2 separate regions of the Mus musculus genome follow, and region 2 is linked to region 1. Evidence: chromatin contacts called from public HiChIP or PLAC-seq data. All regions are on one chromosome and are shown on one strand. Each heading gives the region's core, a stretch centred on a gene start, on an enhancer-like site or on the middle of the called end of the contact. The rest is flanking DNA. Distances are from core to core; before and after follow the strand shown. Region 1 holds the start of Igfbpl1 (insulin-like growth factor binding protein-like 1). Region 2 overlaps Shb (src homology 2 domain-containing transforming protein B).

Region 1 (4,522 bases), core at 1,848-4,347:
CCGTTGGAAAACACAGATATTTACATTACGATTCATAACAGTAGCACAATTACAGTTATGAAGTAGCGACAAAATAATTTTATGACTGGGGGTCACTACCACATAAAGAACTATATTAAAGGGTCGCAGCGTTAGGAAGGTCTAGGAACTCTGCCTTAAGATGGGTAAGATCCCCTCCCTCTCGTGGCTGCAAAAATCAAGGACAACAATAGGTACAAAGGCGATGTCTAACAATAAAATATTCACACACAGGCCCTCCGGGTACAAAGATCAAAGGGCGCTCTAATATTAGGTAGTGGGCAGCTCTGAGCAAAGGCTTCTGGGAAGGGCAGTTTGCCACCACTGTCCCAGGGAAGCATCACAGAGGCACTGTCACCACTCGGAAGGAGATAATCAATAATGAACCATCACTCCATTAAAGTGGAGGTGCCTGGGAGGAGCTGAGGAGTGACTGTCACCAACACTCAAGTAAAACTGTCTGTTTCCCTTCAAACAGGGTCCCCTGGGGCTTTGTTAAAAGTGCTCCCGCTGTGTCTTTTGAATTAAAGATAGCTTTAGGGCAGCCCAGAATGAGGTGCATCTAGTGTAGGAAAAACAGTCCCCTGTGCACGGGTGCCCATACCTCCCTGAGACACAAGGACAAGGACCACACAAGCTTGTGAAGACAAGAGGTGACAGGGAGACATCATCAGGTCTGAGGTGGGTGACAGAAACCGGGTGGAAAGGACAGCTGGGCTCAGGAGTGCAGAGGCCTGCCACTAATGAGGTCCTGGAGAGTGCCTCCTGAATTGCTCCCATTGGCTCTGAGGACCCTTTATTCTCCAAGCTGGAGCCCAGGGCGAGCCTCAGAGCCCGCAGAGTTGGGGGGTGGGTGGGTGTGCGCTGGCACATTTACTTGTCATTTGGTAATTTTCAGTGAATTAGGGGTGTGGGCTTTCCATCTGCCATCTGTCTGTACTCTGGTAACCATAGCAACCGCCATCTGCCCGACAATATTATCAAGTCCAGTCCCGAAAGAGTGCTGGACAAGGGGTTGGGACCTGGAAGGTGGCAGCCTTAAGTGGACATCATGGACAAGTCCCCTGCTTTCTCTGGGTCTGGGTCTCCTCTGTACAACAGCAGCTTTGAGTTATATGCCTCGAAGGGCTCTTTTTCCTAGGAACAGAATGTCGCTCCAGGAAAAAAAAAAATCACCCAAGCCCATCAGCACAGGGAAGCTTTGGGGAGCCTGGTCAGCATTTCTTCTGTGTCCTGTGTGCCATTAGTGCTACCTGTCTCAGACAAAGGGAGCTGCGTGAGAACCAACTGCTGAGGAGGCAGATTGTAAAAACAGTGACAGAGCTACGAGGGGGAAAGATGGGACTCTGTCGGTGCACCGGGCAGACACAGCATTCCAAGCAGAGTGGGCACCACAGTGGCTCCCCTGGAGCTGCTGTGGCTGGGCAGGGAAATAGACCTGGCTCAGTGTCACTGGAGAAGCCAGGAGCTACCCAGTAGTACCCCCAGCCAGCACTGTCCCCCACTGGAGCCTGGACTGGGAAAGAGCCATAGTGACTTTTCCGTGTCACCCAGCCTGCTTCAGCCCCTCACTGTGTCTAGTAGACTTCCTGCCCCATGGCCAGCGGTCCACCAGAATCCTGGACGTGAGCACGCGTCCATGAGATGTTTGGAGGGAGAGGAGGCAAGCTGGAAGAGGAGCCCCCAGGTATCTTTCTTGAAGTGTTACCTTGGGCATCTGGCTTAGACATCCTCTCCCAGCTCAGGCCAGAAATCTCCAGAAGCCCGAAACATGGAACACTTACCACGCCGAGTTCCCCACTACCCTATCCAGATGAAACAAACACTGTTCTCTCAGAGCTCCTGACCAAGTCAAACCCCACACACAGGCAAAGTAGGCTAGCTTCTCTGGACATCCATAGACACTGCTGTTTTGGGTTTTCTTTCTTTCTTTCTTTCTTTCTTTCTTTCTTTCTTTCTTTCTTTCTTTCTTTCTTTCTTTCTTTCTTTCTTTTTTGACACAGGACAGTGATCAGTTAGGGCACTAGGGGCACTTACAATGTGGTGTTAAAAACCAGTTAACCTTTGACATCCCTAGCAGTTGGTAGTTTTCTATTGATTTCCTTAAAGCAGGACCCTTCAGATTACGTGCCCTTTAGACTGGATCAGCATCTCTGGTCCCACAATCTTTTCAGAGCTCACGTTTCCAAAGGTCTTGCCCTTTGTGGCTGGAAGCTCCTCGAAGCCCTTGGTCTGAGACTCACTGGATAGCCAGGATTCTGATGCTCTGTCTTGGTGCTTCTTGAATCCTGTGTGGGACCCCTGCACTCTGGGAATCCTCACCTTCCTTCCTCCATTCAACCTATCCACCTGGACCCATTTTCAAGTAACTATAATAACAGGTTCTTAAGCATTCACATTCCTGTTTGTTCTAGGGCTGAAGTCTGCACGCAGTGGGTAAGGTAGCAAGCAGGCTGTAGAAAGACGCGAAACACTGCTCCTGAAGGGGAAACTGAGGCCCAGGCTGTGTTGTCCACTTTTGTACAATGAAATTCTCTGTCCCACACCCAAGAGCATTGGGGTCCCGCTCTTCCCATTTGCCTGGGTCTTTCTAGGTCAAACCCCACTCACCGAACTCGCAGGGCCCATCGCGAGCCTTGTGCAGGTGGCCATGGTGCGCGCGGGGTGCATGTCGGGCGCGCAGACGTAGCGCGCAGATGCTGGAGTAGGAGCGGCCGTCAGAGCCGCAGACGGCGCCGCGTTGCGCGCACACGCAAAGCCCGGTGCCCTCGGGCGCCGTCCCCGAGGCGCGACTCGCACACACCAGGCCAGGGCCACAGCGTGAGCCCACGGGTCCCCCGCAACTCGCGCCCTCGGCGCCCAGGCAGCGCGCGCAGCAGCCGCACTCGTCGCGCGCGGAGATCCAGGGCGCTGGGCAAGGCGAGGGCGCAGGGCAGCGATCCTGCTGGCACGGGCTGCACTCGGGGTGTCGTCTACCCGCGTCGCGGAGCCCGAGACCCCGGGCCAGTGATGGCAGGAGCAGGAGCAGCAGCGGCAGACGCGGCATGGCCGGCTCCCAGACGGACGGCAGCAGCGCCTCTGCTCCTCTTAGCGCTCGGTGCGTGCAAAGCCACCGCGCCCGCCCCGCGCCCGCTGATTGGCCCGGCCCGCACCGCGGGGCGCCCCTCGGCCCGGGACCAGCGCTGCGCGGCCCTACTGGCTCACTGAACTGCAGAGAAGTCTCCAGAACAGCTCTGCCACCTCCGATTGAGCGCTGGGGGAGACTCAGCGTGGTCCAAACGGCAACTTGTCTCGGCCTTAAAATGTAATGACTCTCAGTCTTCCCACCAGGACGCCTTATTTTACTTTGCTCTCTTTCTTGTTTTGTTTAGGAAAGGGAATCTCTAGTTTAAGATGCCAGATTTTATAAATGGATAGATGGATTTCTTTCCCAGATCGAATACTCAGTTCCCCAGTCCCATTTCCAGTGGCTGCTCTGGCTATTGGGTTCTTGGGTGTGTTTTCAGGCATCTTCTCTGCCTGTACAAGCATGTGTGAGCACATAGCCCAGTCCCCTCATATAAAACATCCACTGCCCGAGTGCACGTATGATTTTGCACTTGGTCTTTTCTACTTACAGAATTTCCAGTTTCCCACCTTTTATCATCTCTGGAACCCGACTCTCTTTCAAGCAATGGGTGCACAGGTGAAAAGGCTATGTGCTCTCACGGGTCTTTCTTTCTCTCTTTCAAAATTTTTTTTCATTTAATTTAAGTGCACTGGTAAGAAGGTGTCAGATTCCCTTGTGAACTGCTTTATGGGTGCTAAGAATTGAACCCAGGTCCCCTGGAAGAGGAATCCGGTGCTCTTAAGCACTGCACCAAGACTCCAGCGCCTCATGGATATTTCTTAATGCTGCATAAATCCATGCATCTTATAGTTGACAGGGCCTTGAGGTGGCTAGATACAGTGATGTATTTTGGACTTTGTGTGGACCAGTCTTGATTGTTACACTCTGCATATTATTTAGATACACAAATGGAAATTAACCACTTGTGTTCTGACCTTTGGCTACTAAGAATGTTGGGACAGGGTCCCAGAGCACAAATCTCAGGACACCCATATTGAGGTTTGGTCTTTTGCTATGTATTGTAATGCTAAATACTACTACTACTACACACACACACCCCAGGGCCTGGTTGCATGTATACAAGTGATGCTATGTAACCTTACCCACCAAGTTATCCCTGATTGGCGAATAAAGATGCCTATTGTCTATAACTGGGCAGAAGAAAGATGGGCAGTGAGTGATTGGTTTCCCCAGGCTTGGGGTCTGAGGAGAAACCACAAGGAGGAGAGGGGAGAAGGTGCAGAAAAGAGAGATGGCATGTGGTAGGCAAGTGAGTCATGAAAACATGGCCATGAGGCTGGGCAATTGGAGTTAAGAGCAGCTCAGATGAACATAGCAAGTTATAACTCGGGGTTATTGATACGGAAGTAGACATAATAACATGGTGGGTAGATA
Region 2 (4,401 bases), core at 917-3,416, 350 kb before region 1:
GTGGAGAAATTACTGAGCAAATGCAGGAGGGCAAGCCAACAAGCACGCATGTGTTCACTTTTCTCTGTTCTTTATTGTAAATATAATACAATTAGCTGTTTTAAGTGCCTGTTGCCTGGTTTGCTCAGGACTGACTATAACCTATAAGTTAGGCTAAAATAAACATTTTCTACCCAAAGTTGTTTTTTGACCAGGGCATTTTATTACAGCAACACAGGGTATTTTACTTTATACAACACTCTATGCCTCAGCATCCCCAGTGCAGGGATGACAGCATATGCCAGAATCAAATGTTATGGAAACCGTAGATAGAATTAGGGCCCTGAAGCCTCGTCAATGCACACATGCACACACAGGCTCACACTCTCTAGGCCCTCCAGCAGCCACTGTATGCATTTCTAATCAGGTATGTACATCAGTGTGAGTGTTACAGACCACCCCCGGAGACAGGGTGAGGGACGGTGAAGGGACTGAGGTAGAAGCCCGAGGAGTATGCGCGACACAGTGCTCAAGATTTTCTGAAGCCACTGCCTCGTCCGTCGGGTAACCTAGTGAATAAGAAGGGTGGGGTGGGGAGAGATGCCTATTTGAGAGTGTGTGTGTATGTGTGTGTGTGTGATCACGCACGCTAAATCAAAAGAAAAGGAAAGTCAGGAAGAAAAACAAGCTATGCTAAAAATAAGGCAACACCAACACCATTGCCAGACAGAAAACATACGCTCAGCTTGAGGAGGGGGCGGATTGGGATAGAACACAGAATAGGAAGTTCCCACCTAAAAATAACTGGGTGGCTGGATGTGGACTCAACTTTGAGAAACAAGGCATTTGAGCTGTGAGCCTGAGGTGGAAGTCATGCTAGCAAAAGGGAGCACAGTACTCAGCTTCCTGATGACAGAGGACTGGGGTCAACTCTCAGTTCAGACCCCTAAACTTACAGGAACCTCACAGCATGAAGGCCTGTCTGAGGCTGAGAACTAGTGGGTGGAGGATGGGCTGAAGGACGAAGCTGGAGGGCAGGAGCCTGGCCAGCTCTACAGCAGACTGCACACAGCCCCGTCCCCTCTGGCAACTTCCTTATCTTCAGAGTGACCAAACTTAGGCCTGCTAGCCTTGTGGCTCACTCGGACACTGAATGATCCTCTTATAAACTGTTCTCTTTATGTCTGTGTTTACATGTGACTGCAGCAACACGACAACACAAGCAAGCAGAAGGCACACTGGGCACGTGGAGTGACCTCTTGGCCAGTTCACTTCTAGCTGGTGACCTTGGCAAGCCCTCTAACCTTTCTGGGCTTCCTGTAGCTTACAAGTGGATGACATCAGCAGGCCTCAGTGAGTAAGAAATAAGGTGCAAGAGGCACGGAGGCATTAGTCTCTTCTGCCCCTGCGTCCTGATTGGGTATGCACTGCTGTGGGGATCTAACCCAAGGAAGGCCTGTGTTTGCTAAGCAAGCACTCTGCTCCACCTCACCCAGCCTCCAACCTTGCATGACAGAGCAGATTCAAGTACAAATCAAACAACTACGTTTTTTCAGTGATGGACTATGGAGGCATACATATCCGTGGGTACGCTCTGGATCTGGATTCAACCCCTGGCTCTGCAATCTACCAGCTCCTGACTCGAGGGGCCTGCCCCAGCGGAGTCCTGTAGGCTCAGTTGTGGAGTGGGGAGAAAATTAATATCGACTTCATGGGGCTGTTATAAAATAAAACCAGACAAAGGATATAAAAGAGGCTTGTAAACCGTAAAGCCCCGTGCAGATGTTCCACATTAGGGAGGGATGGACACACACGGGCAGAGTCCCACAGCCTTGTTCCTAACTGACAGCTGGTACACATGACTCACACAGTCCTTTGGCTTGGTCCACATGAGAATGCATGCTATTTTATATTGGACAGAGCTTTTTTGATAAAGTCAACTTCAACCCCACAACTCGCTTTATTCCATATCTGCCTCCCCCCAAAAGGCAATTCTGTTTTGGGAAGACACAATCTGGTTCCCCAGGTTCAAAAGTTTGACAGTTCTGCCCCAAAGCAGCCCCAAAGCGAGCCCAGGAGAAAGGAGCACCTCGGCATTGCCTCTCAAACCCGCTGTCTAGAGCCAAGCCTCCCTCCCTCAGTGCTTCGTTAAGTACATCATCTGCTGGCGCTTGGCATGGTTCCCTGAGCTGGGAACTACAACCACTGATGTGCTATGACAGCTGAGTGCTGCTGCCAGACCAGCTTCCTCACCCGGCCCTGGGGGAGGATGGGGCTGGCCGGAGCCCGAGGGAAGGGCGGCAGCTGTCACGGTACAGCTGCCACCTCAGGCTCACTTCAGATTTCACTCACGTCCCCCTGACAAGGAGGCACCATGACCACAGGCCACATGACCAAAGACTCTGGCTTATCTTCCTCCTGATGCAGAGACAAAGAGGTGAGGGAAACCGCCCCCACCCCTACCCCCACCTCTGTCACCAACAACTTTTAAATTCCTGGGTGCAGAGTGCCTTTTCTCATGGATGTCTACTGCCACCAGACCGAACAGCTCAACCATCTGCCCCCTGCCCCTGACTAAGCAGCACCTCTGCTTTTCCAGAGCTCACCTCCAGCCCTGTCAGAGCTGGCTAGGCACCTGCTAGACATCCTGTGCCAAGCTTTGAGGACTGACAGAGCCTCCGAGATCTTTCTGGGGAGTCTCCTACTACCCTTCCTCCACTGGGGTAGGCTCTTGCCTAGTCTGCTTTTATCACAGACAATGTCAAATACATTAATAAAAGAAAGCATCACATGAGCAGCCGGGACGCCAAGAAAAAGGGGGGAAGGCATTTAGAAACTTCACAAACCCCTGCGAGGGGCTCACATTACAGGCTGACTGAACTGGCCAGTGCTGTGCCAATCCTACACACCCCACAGGGGTCACTGCCACCAGGGGTCCTTGAGTGTGCTCCACTCTACCTTCCAGAAGAACAGAGTGGGACAGATCATTCCAAGACCCAAATCTTCATCTCAGACAGATGCCTTTCAACATTCAGTTGGTTCCCATCCAACAGTTCCACCTAATAGGTCAAACCACTCTGGTTCCAGGGGGCTTTAATTTGCAACCAATTCCTCTTCCAGGTTCAGCAGGAAGTGCCTGCTGTTTAAAACACCCTACCCTCCTGCTGCTTGGAGACCCTAGACAAGTCAGACAACCTCAAATGGTAGCTTTGAAAAGTGTCCAAGCTGCCATGTTGTGTGCCCTACGCTAGTTAGGGGACACAGGTGGGAGCAAGGCGGGCAGCCACCTGCTGCAGCTGAGGTCTACCTGTCCACGGGGCTTGAGTGAACTTTTGAGCTCCCAGGGGACTGAGCTTCCCTTGACACCCCAAGTGAAACCTTCTGCATTTTGTAGGCTCAGCTGGGCTCCTGCTGAAGCCTGTTCATGGGGGAAACTCAGTTCCTGTGGATACTGGTCTTGAAGCTTGCCCGATTCATACATAGAGGGTCCCACTTTCCAAGCCTCAAAGCACGCAGAATCCATGATCAGACTACATGGGCCTATGTAACTGGAGGGCAGTACTTACATAAAGTGGCAGCTGGCTGAAAATAAACGTTAAGTCAGTAACCCTTGTATGTGGATCTAAAGCCCTTATCTCCAGGCCACGGGCTGGCTTCCCCAGCCCTTGAACACTGGACAGGCTCAGAGTGACAACCTCAGGGTGGTCACTGATGGACTGGCTCTAAGTCACGGTCAGCATCTGCTCCCACCCACCACCATGACCTTGCCTCTCAGCTCTTCTTTTCAACACGGCAAGCTTCCAAGTCTAGCTTGGACTTCACCTCCTGCAGGCGTCATCCCTGACCCTCTTGGGGAGCTACTGACCCTGTGGTTCCAGAACTAGCACTGAGCACTGCTCCATTCTGGTATCACTTGCTCATCCAAGTTTCTAGGATGTTTGAGGTGCTGGCTTTAAAAACTGCCACATGACTAGCTGTGGATGCAACTTCCAGGCCTGGCCTAGTGTTCTGGGCAGAGGAGGCTCCATGACGATCAAGCTATGTGGCCCGGCGCCCACCTGCTATCAGCAGGATTCCACTGAGCTTAATCACACAATCCAGGAAAAAGACTGGCTGGATGAGTTTGGGGGTGGAGTGCAGAAAGGTGAAGGTTCAGCAATTTCAGACTACCTAAGAGTAAAGCTCTCTCGTAAGAGATTAGAAAGTCCTGGTCACTGGGCATGCTGGGAGCTGCATGTCCTCATAAACCTGTGGCTATGGCCACACAGGCTCCTGGGGTGGGTGGCTTACTCCACCTTTGGCTACGGCCAGACTGTGGTCACTCCTATACATCTATTGTTCTTCTTAATACAACTTCCCATATCCAGATGACTTCTAAGACCCAGCTCTGATATCAGTTCAGTGCCTATGAAGGCACCGATA

The links. HiChIP or PLAC-seq counts read pairs in DNA pulled down with a chosen protein or histone mark.
Region 2: an H3K4me3 HiChIP or PLAC-seq map of embryonic forebrain shows a contact between it and region 1, with 3 times the contacts expected there. The contact joins the enhancer-like site here to the promoter of Igfbpl1 in region 1. A contact is called at or near these places in 2 of 39 promoter capture datasets (the C10 cell line and hippocampal neurons), 1 of 484 Hi-C or Micro-C datasets (cerebral cortex), 10 of 115 datasets of contacts at active chromatin or transcription factors (astrocytes, cardiomyocytes, embryonic basal ganglia and 5 more) and 3 of 9 other capture datasets (embryonic stem cells, liver and pancreatic islet).

Annotation. Positions count from the first base shown.
Region 1 is chr4:45,823,730-45,828,251 of GRCm38.p6, forward strand. It overlaps Igfbpl1 (insulin-like growth factor binding protein-like 1), which reads right to left and starts at 3,098. Exons shown (of 5, transcript NM_018741.2): 1 at 2,629-3,098. The coding sequence starts at 3,064. It also overlaps a transcript of Stra6l not described here.
Region 2 is chr4:45,471,080-45,475,480 of GRCm38.p6, forward strand. All of the region lies in intron 2 of Shb (src homology 2 domain-containing transforming protein B), which reads right to left. Among named protein-coding and RNA genes, the nearest start is that of Shb, 58 kb to the right of the region's middle. Within about 2 kb of position 2,167, at least 187 of the 459 cell types and tissues checked have an H3K27ac peak or open chromatin away from gene starts, as enhancers often do. A contact at or near this core is called in cerebral cortex, embryonic basal ganglia, embryonic forebrain and 3 more, where this site is marked.